3 separate regions of the Sus scrofa genome follow, and all the other regions are linked to region 3. The links are chromatin contacts, called in public Hi-C maps. All regions are on one chromosome and are shown on one strand. The core of a region is the stretch at or near the end of the contact, and the rest is flanking DNA. Distances in the headings are between cores, read along the strand shown.

The links. Hi-C and Micro-C count contacts between places; a contact is called where the count stands out from the background.
Region 1: a contact with region 3 is called in a Hi-C map of omental adipose tissue, with 1.9 times the contacts expected there. The contact joins two enhancer-like sites. A contact is called at or near these places in 2 of 5 promoter capture datasets (fetal liver and liver), 18 of 47 Hi-C or Micro-C datasets (adipose tissue, blood, embryonic fibroblasts and 8 more) and 1 of 2 datasets of contacts at active chromatin or transcription factors (skeletal muscle).
Region 2: a Hi-C map of skeletal muscle shows a contact between it and region 3, with 3 times the contacts expected there. The contact joins two enhancer-like sites. A contact is called at or near these places in 2 of 5 promoter capture datasets (fetal liver and liver), 25 of 47 Hi-C or Micro-C datasets (adipose tissue, alveolar macrophages, blood and 11 more) and 2 of 2 datasets of contacts at active chromatin or transcription factors (alveolar macrophages and skeletal muscle).

What each region holds. Positions count from the first base shown.
Region 1 is chr6:82,998,227-83,002,750 of Sscrofa11.1, reverse strand. No RefSeq gene overlaps it. Among named protein-coding and RNA genes, the nearest start is that of LDLRAP1, 30 kb to the left of the region's middle. Within about 2 kb of position 1,395, at least 9 of the 83 cell types and tissues checked have an H3K27ac peak or open chromatin away from gene starts, as enhancers often do. A contact at or near this core is called in omental adipose tissue, where this site is marked.
Region 2 is chr6:82,978,856-82,983,688 of Sscrofa11.1, reverse strand. It overlaps TMEM57 (transmembrane protein 57), which reads right to left. Exons shown (of 11, transcript NM_001038646.1): 7 at 1,504-1,662. Among named protein-coding and RNA genes, the nearest start is that of TMEM57, 47 kb to the right of the region's middle. Within about 2 kb of position 1,773, at least 10 of the 83 cell types and tissues checked have an H3K27ac peak or open chromatin away from gene starts, as enhancers often do. A contact at or near this core is called in adipose tissue, mesenteric adipose tissue and skeletal muscle, where this site is marked.
Region 3 is chr6:82,909,060-82,913,766 of Sscrofa11.1, reverse strand. RHCE (Rh blood group CcEe antigens) reads left to right here. Exons shown (of 10, transcript NM_214378.1): 3 at 3,267-3,417. Among named protein-coding and RNA genes, the nearest start is that of RHCE, 14 kb to the left of the region's middle. Within about 2 kb of position 1,321, at least 44 of the 83 cell types and tissues checked have an H3K27ac peak or open chromatin away from gene starts, as enhancers often do. A contact at or near this core is called in adipose tissue, mesenteric adipose tissue, omental adipose tissue and 1 more, where this site is marked.

The DNA.
Region 1 (4,524 bases), core at 146-2,645, 89 kb before region 3:
ACTTTGCACCCCAGGATTCAGCCTAGGGGAGGGCAGAGGGCTCAGGCTTCCGCTCTTCCTCTGTATCAGTCAGCTTTAGCTGTGGCAGCAAACAGCCCCCAAATTTCAGTGGCCTCCACCAGTAACGTTCTTGTTGTTGTTGTTCACGGGTCTAAGGGTTGGTTTTGACTCAGCTCAGCTCCCAGCCACGTGTGGCCCCTCTGTGGGAAGGACTCTTTTCCTGACAGAGAGCCAGAGGCGAGCCTGAACCACTCAGGTGCATTTAAAGCTTTGGCTCAGATGGGGCACAGGGGACGTCCATTCACATTCCAGAAGCCAGGTGATAGCCGGGAGGGTGGGTGGTTAATCCTCGGTGGGGCTGGAGTGGCCAGTGGGGAACAATAATATGCGTCTACCACAGGATCTTGCTCAAGAGAGGCTGGGTCATGGACTCATTCACTCAGGGGCAGGGCTGGGGCCCCGCTGAGCAGTTCTTGCCTCTGAGAGCCAAGAGGCTGACTGGCTGACTCCCTCCCATCTTTCCCAGCTGGCTTCTCAACTTCCACAACCGTGTACACCCATCCCTTTCCATTCAATTCCCTTTTGCCTTTTTTTTTTTTTTTTTTTTGGTCTTTCTAGGGCTGCACCTGCAGCATATGGAGGTTCCCAGGCCAGGGGTCAAATCAGAGCTACAGCTGCTGACCTACACCACAGCCTCAGCAATGCAGGATCCGAGCTGCATCTGCGACATACACTACAGTTCACGGCAACGCAGGATCGTTAACCCACTGAGTAAGGTCAGGGATTGAACCCGCAACCTCATGGTTCCCAGTCAGATTCGTTTCCGCTGCACCAGGGCAGGAACTCCTTATTTTATTTTATTGTCTTTTTTGGTCTCAATTCCTTTTTGGAGTTATAGTGGCCACAGTCCGAGTCTACAGCTTGCAATACAAACACCTCAGATCAGACAAACAGTAACAAATTTGAGGTGATGCTAACAGAATTTCTTTATGGAAACGGGGAGGGGGTGAAGATCAGTGTGATAAAGGGGGCTGGCAGAAGGAGCCCATGACAAGGGCCTGAAGGGTCACCCTAGGGCCAGAAGGCAGAAGAGAGCCCATGAGGTCTCCATGGGGAAGGTGGGCAGAGAGACTGGCTTCTCTGACAGCTCAGGGAAACACCTTAGGGTCCTTGCCCGGCCCCAGGCCCCCAAACACCCACAACCCCTGTTCTGAGGCCCCAGGCCCCAGCCAGGAACCAGGCTTCCTTTCATTTCCTCTAATTCCCAGTTTCACCACCCCGGCTGTACCTTAGAAACTGCTGTGGAATTAAAACAAAACAAAGCCCAGGTCCCTCCCAGCCTGGTTACATCAGGCTCGCAGGGGAGGGCCCCTGGGCTGGGCAGTTTTAAGAGCTCCCCAGGTGGTTCTAAGGAGTGACAGGGTGTAGCCTGAGGCCAGCTTCGTCCAGACCCCGCCCAGGGATGTCAGATCTGCCCTTCTCAGTAGAAAACAAAACAAAATCTAGAAATCTCCCACTTTCAAATGCTTTGTTGCTGTTTTGGCTTTTAATTACATTTAAAATGTGTTTCAAAAACCATTACTTTTATTATAAAGGTAATAGTAAATTTGTTGTGGAAAATTTGGAATATACAGTGAAATATAAAGAAGAAAATGAAAATCACCTATAATTGGGTTCTGAATACAGAATGATTCTAGGATGTTCTGAAAGAAAGTCCCCGCTTTACTGTGCTGGGGGGTGGGATGCCCCTGGAAGTCTTTATGGAAACAGAGTTCCATGTCTTTTTATCTTTTTGTCCTTTTTAGGGCTGCACCCATGGCATATAGAGGTTCCCAGACTAGGGGGTCTGATCAGAGCTGCAGCCCCACTGGCCTACATCACAGCAATGCAGGATCCGAGCCGCGTCTCCAACCTACACCACAGCTCATGGCAATGCCAGATCCTTAACCCACTGAGCAAGGCCAAGGATCGAACCCGCAACCTCATGGTTCCTGGTCGGATTTGTTTCTGCTGCGCTACAGTGGGAACTCTGAGTTCCATCGCAAGGCTGGTCCCTCAGACCATTAATGATTGTCAGAGACAGACTTTGAGAACCTGTCTTATTTTTTAAAATCAGTATTTCTTCCTAATACATAGTAACAAAACTTATAATTAAAAAGAAAGAAATCTTTAGGGAAGAACCTCTGCTGTCCAGTGGAGCTGGCACTGGAGGTGAGAGGGCCTCTTGCTAAGACCGCATGTGCCCTCTAGTGGCAGCCAGAGGGGCTGGCTGCAGGCAGGGCTGGGCCCCAGGGCCCAGCCTTGCTCTCCAGTCAGTGATTCCCACAGGGGGTCCCAGGGACGAAGCCTTACCTGGGAACTTGTTCAAAACCCGGATGTTCACGTTCTCTCCCAACCCTCCTGAATCAGAATCTCCGAGGGTGGGGGCGCGGCAATTTACATTTTAACAAGCCATTAAGCAGGCACTTCTGATGAACCCTAAAGTTTGAGAACCACTGTTTTAGGTAAATGTGGGCCTGGTACCAGATAATGTGCCAAAACAGCACAAGTTCTGAGGACAAAGGGGAAGGGAATGTTGAAAAGCCGACTCTGCTGACAACACCGCCGGCCAAACACACCTCATTGAAGTCCCCGCCAGAAGGTGTCTGGAGGCTTGCAGAGCTTCGGAACAGGGGCAGAATGGACCATGGCCCAGAGGAAACCTGTCTGAGCTTCTTGGATGGGGCTTAAAAGGCCACACCATGTTGATGCTAAGCCTGGGATTCTTAGGACAGAGATCAGAGGTATAATGGCAGATGATTCCAGAACCCTAGCAAGCCCATCCTGAGGGAATAAAAAGAACGAACTTCAGGCAGAGGCAGAGGAATGAAAGGCAAACACTGAAGTAGGACTAAAGCAGGAACAAAGTAAGCCCAAAGAAGAAGGGAGCCAAGAAAAGAAATGTGGTTCCCTTGGGCAAATGGATCAGTCTTTAAGCAGGTACCTTCCTGGAGAAGGATTTCTGTTTTACAATTTGAAGACTGTCAAAATGAAAAAGCCCCACACTGAGGTCAGGTGCAGTGGTGCCAGCACTTGGGGAAATCGGGTCTGAGGCGCCACTTGGCTAAAAACGGCTAGGCCCCCAGCAGCTTCCAGCAGTGAGGTTTTCCTGATGGAGACGTGATTGTTCTCAGGGCATCCAGCTGTTTAGGAAATCTTCGCACCTGGCAAAGTCAAGCAGGAGTTTGTAGAGACAAATCAAGCAAAACAAGGCTTCAGCAGCAACTCGAGACAGGCAGATGGAAGATGTCACGGTGAATATTCCACTTCAAATTTTCTCCTCTCCTAGAAAGAGTTCTGTTTATACTGTCATTCGAATAGTATGATTGCAGGGGTGTTCTGATCCAGGTAAGACACCGTATTTCAGGTTACATGTCTAATCTATTAATTAACTATATTCATTCAGTAAGTATTCATTGAGCACATGCTACGTGGCAGTCATTGCTCTAGGTTCTGGGGTTATAGCAGTAAATAAACAAGCAAAAATTCCTGCCTTTGTAGAGTTTACATTGTAATGGAGGGGAGAGACAACAAAAGCAGGAAAATGTGTAACATTTGAGATTTCCATCTCCAGCTTGCCCCTCATCAATTAAGCTCTTAATTTTTGAAGCTTTGTCTGCTTTTGAGTGTTGGCTGCTTCTGAACTAGCAGAGAGGGACAGTGTTGAGTCTTCGAATTAGGAAAGTCAGCTCAGGTTGGGGCTTCTAAACTATGCATAAACAACTGAATCACCTGGAGACATTGAAGCGGGGCAGGCCCGAGGTGTGGACCACACTGGTGAGGAGCTCCCCAGGGAGTCAGGCCGCAGAGGGCGGGGCGGGGCTTGCTGGGAACTCGGATTCCAGGCAGGCCCCGCCTCACCACCACTGCCAGCTTCAGCCCCTGACCTCGCCATTGGAGGCCCTGGCTGGCAGAGCCTGTTTGTCGTCACTTCACCTAATTCCCACAGCAGCTCCTTCTGCAGTCAGGGCAGCCAGGAACAATTCTCCTTCTTAAAGGTGAGGAAACAGCCCCCACCCCAGAGAGGTTAAGGGGAGGGGGTCACAGATTGCTGGGGCACAGCAGGGAGCAGACTCCCATCCACAGGGCTTGGCTAGGCCTGGAGCAGACGAGGAGCTTTGCAGAGGGGAGAGGCAGGCCTGTGAAGAAACCTGCTCAGCAGTCAGCATCACTGAGTCACAGCCAAGGAGGCATCTCGAGAACTCAGGGGCTCCTTATCCTAGCCAGGTCTAGCTACTGCGGCCCACCTGAAAACAGCTGCCTGGCTGGCCTTCACTGCATTCATTGGCTTTAAGGTGGGTTTCCGGTTTACCTCCTCACCTCCCTTTGGCGTGGTGTGAATTTTGCCAGAAGCAACCTGAGAGCAGTTGTGAGGCATGTTCAGCCCATCCAGGTGGCCTTGCACAGCCCGGTTAATACAGCCCAGGGAGCCTGGGGAACTGGGAGGGCAGAAGGACTCTGCCCTGCCTTCAGGCTGGGAGCCTG
Region 2 (4,833 bases), core at 524-3,023, 69 kb before region 3:
AGTAAATCATAAGTGTCAGCTCGCAGAGTGCCCAGGGAAAATACATTATTATTTAGCAATTCCTAAATACCATCAACAAGCTGCCTTACATGATACAGAATCAGACCAAGCCTCTTCTCTACTAACATGAGTGATCTATAGAAGGTAATCCAGAAAATAGATAAAATAAGTTTCTTTTCTTTTTTTTTTTTTTTTTTTTTGTTTTTTTGTCTTTTTGCCTTTTCTAGGGCGGCTCCCGTGGCATATGTAGATTCCCAGGCTAGGGGTCTAATGGGTTGCGCCAGAGCCACAGCAACGCAGGATCCGAGCCGTGTCTGCAACCTACACCACAGCTCACGGCAACGCCGGATCCTTAACCCACTGAGCAAGGCCAGGGATCGAACCCACAACCTCATGGTTTCTAATCAGATTCATTAACCACTGCACCACGATGGGAACTCCTAAAATAAGTTTCTATCAGAGGAAAAGATAACTGTAGAACTAATTCTAGTGGCCCAATGCACCCTGAAAGAGCTTCAGTCTGAGACCAAGGAACAACTGATAGAACCAGCCCCAGTGAAACTGAAGAGTGGGAGGGAAGGTCTTTCTTTGCCTGAATAAAATATGCTGCAGCCTAAAGCTGCCTTTCTTTTCCAGCTGTGAGATGTTTTCTCTGAGTATCCCAAAATAGATCCTGTAGTTGTCGACTCCCAGGATGCTTCATTTCAGATAGAAATTTAAGCCACATTCCCTTCCTGCTACTATCACTCCCAGCTTCATATATAAGGTGAGTTTCTCTCAATAGATCAGCATAAGGGGAGATGTTCTCTATGTAACAATGCTAGAGCCGACACACACATGCGTGGGTCCGAAGCAACGGAAAGGTTATTTGCCTATAATGCTCTAGCTTTGAGCCATAGTTCTTGAAAATGCTGAAGGAGTGCTCTTTCACGGGCAAGTGCAGAAAGTTCAGAGCTTAGAACAGTAATCACTACCCCCAGACACATAATGCTTAAAGATTAAAAAAAAAAAGACCCACACTGAGTCAAGAAGTAATTCCAGAATGAGCATAAAATAATTCACACAGAAGCGCTGGTTTTTTGTCTGCCTCTTCAAATAAAGTCAAAGTTCAGTGTCATTTTTTAGTTCCAGAAAACAAAGTAAATAGAGTTTAATCCTCTAGAAACTTTCACTCAAAAAAGCAAGAGTTTCAAACTGAGGCAGAAATACTTCTTGTCAATTTTACTCATTACAAAAAAAGTTCAATAGCTATTTTAAACTAAGAAAAGTCATTAAATGAGAGAAGACAAAATAGTAATATTAACAAACTGTTTTGTTACAATGAAATAAGATTTTACAGATTTTATAACATGTTGAATATCTGGTCCTAAATAAAATAAACATTTTATTAAAAACCCCCCTGCTAGGTCTCTTTGTCATCAACAATCTTGTGCTCCAATCCCAGGAAACAAGAGCGACGTGAGGCTGCGTGGCTCATGGCCAAAGGCCCAGAGGTACACGTACTTGTTCTGCAGCAGCTCATTCTCCTGCCGGAGCTGGCCCATTTCTGAGCGGATCCCTCGTTCGGTGCTGGAGAGGGAGCTGATCTGACTGCGGAGCTCCTGTTCCACTTGCCTGCTGGCCTGCAGGTCAGCCTTTAATTTTTTAATGTCTTGTTCCAGCCTAGGAGAAGGAGAAACGCAGCATCTTCATCACTGAGAGGGCACTCACAGGGCTCTGTGGGAGACCCTGGCTGAAGTCCCGACTGCTGGGCGGATGCGGAGCACCCCTCTGGTAGCTCCTGACATCACCGCAACTCCTGTCTGCAACTAGCCTTTGACTGAGGGCTTCCACCTGGGTCCCCACCTCTTCCCACCAGATGGTAACTTTTGGTTCGCCCCCAAATATTTATGGACATTGACAGGTGAAGATGGTGCTTGTGAATATATCTGATCTGCTCAGAAAGGAGCAGGGGCAGGTAGGGGGAGAGTGGCTGAAGGGTAAAATCCTCCCTATTAATGAATTTCCCATGTCCCTCAGCAAGAGAGATATGTTAATAACAACCAGCAAAACCCACCTGCTCTAAGATGTTCTGATAAATCAGAATCTGCTGTCCAAGATTCCCTCCCAACCATGGGTCTGGAAGAAATTGCTAAAATCGCTAGCATCCTTGCTAAATGATGTTCACACATGTGGTGATTATGACAGAAGAGCCCATTAGACTCAACAATAATGAAAAAAGGAATAAATTAGATGATCTACAAACTATAAGAAAACTCCATCTGTGAAATGAAGCTTATTTTCTCCTTTCAATTGCTTACTCCTGTTCCATCTATTTTCTTTAATACAGTAATAGTTTCTTTTTTGGCTGTGCCCACAGCATGTAGAAGTTCCCAGGTCAGGGGTCAGACCCACGCCACAGCAGCAACCAGAGCCACTGCAACGACAATGCCAGATCCTCAACCCACTGTGCCACAAGAGAACTCCCAGGAATAGTTTCATTTTAAGCAATATGTATTGAGGAACTACTAAACGAACATGTAGGACTGAAAAGGGTCAACAGAAAGTATAAAGTCAAGCCCCTTTCTTCATGAGAGAACTTTACAATTTCACTAGGGGCCAATAAACAGGCACTTAAAATGGTTAAACAATAACACGGGAAGGCCATGGTTAAATACATGTTACAAAGAATAACTAATATTTAATGAGAACTTATGTTCCAGGCCTTGTTCTGTAGGCTTTAGTGGTATGAACTCAATGTGTACAACTATGGGCTAAATTGAATAACCCTGGCAATTATCAGTCCCATTTTTAGAGATGAAGAAATCTAGATTCAGGAAAGTTTCCAGCCCAAGGTCATGAAGGCAGCCTAGCTCGAGCGCACTCTCTTCTCCAGCAGGCCAAACTGTGGCTCCCTCATCTCCCTCCCTGGGGAGAAGAGCCACATGAGTTCTGAGGAGAGAAGATAGGAACTGAGTTGGGCCTCAAAGCTGGGCAGGCTATGGAGAAGCAGAAGGGGAGGAGAACGCTTTCCACACAAGGGGAAACATGTCCCAAAGCTCAAAAACAAGAGAGCCACAGATATCTGGGGGCAGAGTAGTCCGTCTGGCCTCTGGGGAAGGCTTGTACTCTGGGAACAGAATGCGAAGGGATAGAAGAAATCTGGCAGATGGGACTGCAGAGAATGGAACTGACGGTCAGGCCAAGGAAGACTGCCAAATGACACTCAGAAGACACTATTTCCTACAAATACGTGGGTTGGCAAAAGTCAGCCAGCTCTGATGAGACGCTTGTGCCTTTCATTAATCCACCATCCCAAGAGAAGAAAAACTTCTGGAGGGCAATGGTGATTTCTCCTTTGAACTGCCAACTCCACAGACTGGATCCTTATAGATGTTTTATGAAGCACAATATCCCCAGGGCCCTTTACAGTGATCAACACTTACTAAATACGTATCTGTGTGTCCTTAGAAAACCAAAGAGCAGCTCTATTTACCTGTCTACCTTTAGCCAACTGAAACAAAATCTCAAAATCCAAAAGCCACAAAATTTGATGGTTATCTCCCAGGCACAGTGGCCACTCCCCTGTCCAGTGTCTGGGAGCACAGACTAGAGACCCCGTGTTCCAGAAGTGCTGCTGGGTCTCTTGACACAGCTTGCTCCCCAGGGAAATCGACATCATGCCACGCTTTCCCTATTGCCAGGGTTATTCCAGCTGAATGTACTCCCGGAACTGCTCTAACGATTACCGACTGGCATTTATACCACCCCATGCCATCCCTCAGTCACCCAAAGTAACCCAAGGGATGTTTGCCAAAACAGGTCAATGCTGTCAGATTATCCCCATTTAGAAATCTGGCTGAAGACGTGTTAGGTAATTTATCTTCCTAGAGAAGTCAATTTCGCAGTCTAAGGACTGCATTTTTAGTAGAAAGGTTGAGTTTTAAGAAGAGAATAGGGACCCAGCATGGTTTAGAAATGGGGTTTAGGATCAGGATCCTAGACTCAACTCTGATGCCAACTCTGTGACGCTGGGCAAGGCCTGTACATGTCACAAGGTAACCTTTGTAATGTTCCCCACAAACGATCTCTAAGGTTCCTCCCAACTGGTCTAGGATTTCTAGGCCTGACACACTTAGCACTGGCCGCTGATCTGCTCCTTCAGATGAGCAACCTAAGCTGTATCATGTGCAGAGGCCCAGGAATCAGGTTCCACAGAACCAGCCTCTGGGGCAAAGTATGTGCTGCAGTTGGGTATGAAAGAAAAGTTAAATCTACAAAAGCTAGATGTCAATAATTTTTAAGTTACTGATTTTTGGAATTTTTAATCTATAGAAGCCAAATTTTCCTACTATGAACTAAGAATAACAATATTCTAAATGAAACTTCAGAGTTCCTTGAAACATGTAAAAAACCGAAGAGTGCAGTCATGACAGCAAAATGTGTAAAATATCTACAATATAACTTCTGGAGACCACAGGACACTGAACAATATCTTTTGTGTATAGAACTATGAAAATTTTTTCTAAGACATATAGCAGCACAACACAAGCAAAATAAAGTGACATGGTTACAAGGCTATGTTCCATCCTAAGTGTAGGATTGTACATTTAAGATCTGTATGCTTCTGCGGATGTGTGTAATACTTCAAAAAAAAAAAGCTTATTTTCAAAGATTAAAAAACTTCACAAGGCAGAGAACTAAAATACTTCAGGATGTTATAAGTGCTGCCATTGGTTCTGTAAAATTCTGAACTCCCTAACAGTTAACCAGCGTTCCCCAATTTAACAAACACTGATCCAACACCAACTATAATGGAAAAAATAAAAGTCATTAAAAAATAATTTTTAAAAT
Region 3 (4,707 bases), core at 72-2,571:
TAGCCAAATTAACTTGTGTTACCAGAAGTCAGAATAATGGTTACCTGGGCAAGGTGTTCATTGATTAAGAAGGGGCCCAAAAGAAGCTTATGGGGTTCAGTAAACATTCTCTCTGTTACCCTGGGTGATGGTTACACAAGAGTACATGTGTACATATACACACATATATACATGCATGTCATTATACATACATGGATGCTATGGATCCGGTGTTGCTGTGAGCTGTGGTGTAGGTTGCAGACTCGGCTCGGATCTGGTGTTGCTGTGACCGTGGTGTAGGCTGGCAGCTATAGCTCCTATTAGACCCCTAGCCTGGGAATCTCCATATGCCTCAGGTGCGGCCCTGAAAGGACAAATGACAAAAAAAAAAAAAAAAAATCGTTTTTTGATTTTATCCAATTCTGAATCCCTATCTTGCCCAGATGATGGTAAATCCCATCTCAGGTGTCTTGGGGACCCCATCACGTTTCCAGGCCACTCTACCTTCCCCTCTGGGCACTGCTGCTGAACACCCTTCCATGAGCCAGGCTCTGTGCTGTGTTTGTAAAGTCACAAACATTATTTGTTTAACCCTTCTGAGTAGGGGGTCTGAACTAAATGCTCAGAGATCCTAAGACATTTGCCTGGGATCACACACCCAGCTGCGTGGTGGACATGGCTTCAGTTTTAACTCTCTGTAACCTTCCCCACACACTCCAGAGTGATCATGACAAGAAACATAATCTAGCCAGCTCCCTACTAGCCCAGAAACAAACTCCACCCGAGCATGATAATGTGAGAAAAAAGAATGTGTACATGTATGGTGACTAGGTCACCATGCTGTACAGTAGAAAATTGACAGCACACTGTAAACCAGCTATAATGGGGAAAAAAATCATTATATAAAAGAAAAAAAAATAAAACCACTTTAGAGCTGATCCCCATGGGGATTCAATAACCGCCCCCAGTAACCGCCCAGGAAGTGACAAAGGGCACTCTGGGGGAGCTCTGACAGGATGGGCCTCAGCTCAAGGCCACACATGCCTTTGGCCTCCTGCACTAAGTTTCCAGACATTTCCAGGCTGCCCTCTTCTGACATCCTGCCTGCAGGGATCCGTTTGCTCTTGACTCAATCTGGAAAGACAAGCAGAGGCCATTTATGGCCTGAGTGAACGCCCCTGTCCCGCCCTGACCACGTGGGTCCTCCCAGCTGTGACCCCCAGAAGGACTGGCCCCACAGATTTGAACAATGGGCTCCTTCCTGGCCTTTCCTGCTCTGGCTGGGCTGGTGGGCGGTGCCCGGGCTCACCTCCCAGACAGGCCCTCTCCCTCCCCCGTGGCCTCACCCACACCATGCGGCCTGACTTGGCACCGCCTTGGTTCTGCCTTGAGTCACCGACGACCAGTCCCTGCACGGCAAAGGCCTGTCTTATTCAGCTTTGTTTTCCTCACCTAGTAAGGACTTAGTGAATGGTTGTTGGAACAAAGATGAAAATAAAAAGAACCCTAGAAGGTGTGATGTTTTTCATGCCTTATGTTGAAAGGCCCAGGAGGGTCTGTCATAGCAATAACCAGCCCCCTTATTGGGCTTAACTCACTTTGCCCTCCCAACAGCTCTGTAAGCCTTGCCCCTGCCTCACAGATGAGGATGCTGAAACACAGAGTGGTGAAGTATTTGGCTCAAGACCACACAGCCAGGAAGTGGCTGGGTCAGGATTGCAACCCAGGAAGCCCAGACAGAGGCGGGTCCTAAGTCCTGTACTTCACGTTCTCCACACCGCCCTGATCCCATCTGGCCCCTGGGGGGCTGCAATCTCGCCACTGGCACACAATCTCTTGAATTAGACCTTTGCCAGTTAAATGAGCACTCCCCCAAAGGTATCACCTGACCAGCCACGGCAAAACACGGGGTGACCCTCCAGTCCAAATAAGTCCTGGTACCTGGGAGGCTTCTTCCCCATATCCTTCCCTGCAAAGTGCCTTAAGCAAGACACAGCATTGGCAGCCAACACCGGGAAGGCCGGATCCAAACTTCAGAGCACAGGCTTTGGATCCAGGGCAACTGGGTAGGTTTAAGCCTCACATTTGTCATTAACGAGCTATGTGGCCATTACCCAAAAAGTGACTCCTTCTCTTTTCAATGTCCTCTCCTATAGAATGGAGGTGCCAAATGGTACCCTAGCACCATTTACAGAGGGTTCCTTGGTTTCAAATATAAACGACCTGATGGATTTGCAAGTCTGTTGAACACAAAGCTGAATAGATGATGATGGTGATAGCAGTGGTCGTGGTTTGTCATCAACTCCCAGGGGGAAAGGTGCCCAGAAGAGGGTCAGTTTAACAACCATGGATTGTCTGGCTCCGTGCCACCTCCCCCAGGAAGCCCTCCCTGATGAGTCCAGTTTACAGTGCTCTCTCCCTCCAGTGACCCCCTCTCGCCTCGTGATATCACAGATGGTCTGAATCGACTGGGTCGTGATGTCAGCCTTGTCACCCCGGTTGAATCATAAATGCCTTGAAAACGAAAAGCGTTTTCTCCTTCAGAATCCCCACCCTAAGCTTGCTCATTCGTCAAGAGAAGGAGGAATCCGTAATAGTCCTGAGTTAGCTCTCTGTGCCCGTCATGGTGTGCTGGACACACATGCATATGACTCCTTTCTGATCCCCCACAGCCCTCCCATGAGATAAGTATGACCATCATTCTTCTTTTACAGATGGAGAAACAGGCTCAGTGAGATTAAATAGCTGCTCGAGTGGCAAAGCTGGACCTGGAAACCAGGCTTGTCCTGCTTCCAAACCCAGTCTCTTTCCACTACATGGAGAAGGAGAGATGAGGGTGGCCTGTGACTGAAGGACAGGCAGGCTGGCGAGTAAAGAGCGCCCTCTATTGAGCATCTGTGAGTGATGCCGCCCAAGAGATGGTGAGGGCGGAATCCCAGTTAACAGATCCCAGAGGGGGGACCCTCGGGGAACCACCAGCCTCTGTTAACACACCCTGACCTTCCCATGAGAACCTCAGCGCACCCTCACAACAGATGAGTGTGTGTAGGTCCATCTCGCAGAGTGTGGCTGCCACCCCGATGGGGGAAGGGGACAAAGGAGACCCCAGGCTGGGTAGCATCTAGCCTCATGAGAGTAGGAAGTTTGTCTACTCATTCTCTTACTCCAGTTTCTCGGACAGTGTTAGGCAGAGAGCAGGTCCTCAACAAGTGTTTGTTGAATGAGTGAATGAAGGCGCGAGAGGCATTCTTCCTCCTTAGTCATCGCTGTCTTTCCCCCCTCCCCAGTATTCAGAGAGCCACCGTGAGCGCTACGTCTGTGCTGATCTCAGCGGGTGCCATCCTGGGGAAGGTCAACCTGGTGCAGCTGGTGTTCATGACAGTGATAGAGGTGACCGCCTTCAGCACCACAAGGATGGTGGCCAAGAGATTCCTCAATGTGAGTCACGGCGCTTGGGAGGAGGGGCCTCGGGGATGAAGGGTGAGCAGGTGGGAGAGGAGGGCTCTGTCTCCATTTGGTAAAGTTTCTGGGACTAAAATAAAAAAGAGACAGGCCAAAATAGGGCTCTGAAAGTGTGGTCTATACCAGCATATAAACAACATCCAAAATATGATATATAAGATTGTACTCTTCAAAGGATAATTATGGGATGGATACAAAGACAGTTAATTCCTGGGGTCCCATGGGCAGTGGTCTCGAAGGTTACAGTGGCCAGTGTCTTCTTTCAAACCAGGCAGTGTGTGTCAGGAAGAGGACACACAATCTAACTGGGGGAGACAGTCAGAAGCCTACAGCTGAGGCCAGCTGTGAAGGTGAAGTTGGTCCAGATGGCTCTCCTGGCTCCTCTGCCATAGCCCTGACCCTGAGGTCAGGTACAATGAAGTGAGATGGGAGCTGATTGCAAGGGGAAAAGCAGATGCCCTGAGAGGGAAAGTGATGGCTTAAGAGCACACAGCAAGGTAGTAAAAGAACCCAGATGAGAAAAAGAGCTCAGCCTGGTTCAGGAGAAAGAGAGCTGGACTTGGAGTCAAAGATTGAGGTTGGTCTCCCAGCTATGCCCTCAATGCCCCCCGTGACTCTGGGATAGACAGGTTTAGCTTCTTCATCTGCAGTGTGAGGATACCATTGCTACCACATAGGGCTTGGGCAGTAATGGAATTAATTAAATGAGATGATGCATGCTTGTTCACTTGGTTTTTTGTTGTTGTTTTGGTTTGTTTTATTTGCGAGGCCTCAATATCCCAGAGAAAAGACTTCAGATTTTACTCTGAGAAATTCGGGGAGCACTGTGGGAGTTTTCAGCAAAGGAGAGATAGGATCTGACTTATGTTTTAAGAGAGTCTCTCTCTGATTTCTGGGTTCAGAAAAGACCATGAGGGGGCAAGGATGGAGCAGGTAGAGACCAGAGAGGAAGCTATTGCAACAATCTAGGTTTGGATAAGATGATAACCGTGAGGGTGGAGGAAAGGCTGGATCCCGGCCACACTTTGAAGGCAGGACGGACAGAACTTGCTGATGGACTACACTGAGTGTGAGTAAGAGAAGGGTCAAAAATGATTCCAGGAGTTCCCGTCGTGGCACAGTGGTTAACGAATCCGACTAGGAACCATGAGGTTGCGGGTTTGATCCCTGGCCTTGCTCAGTGGGTTAAGGATCCCACATTGCTGTGGCTCTGGTGTAGGCCGGCGGACCCCTAGCTTGGGAATCTCCATATGCCATGTGAGCAGC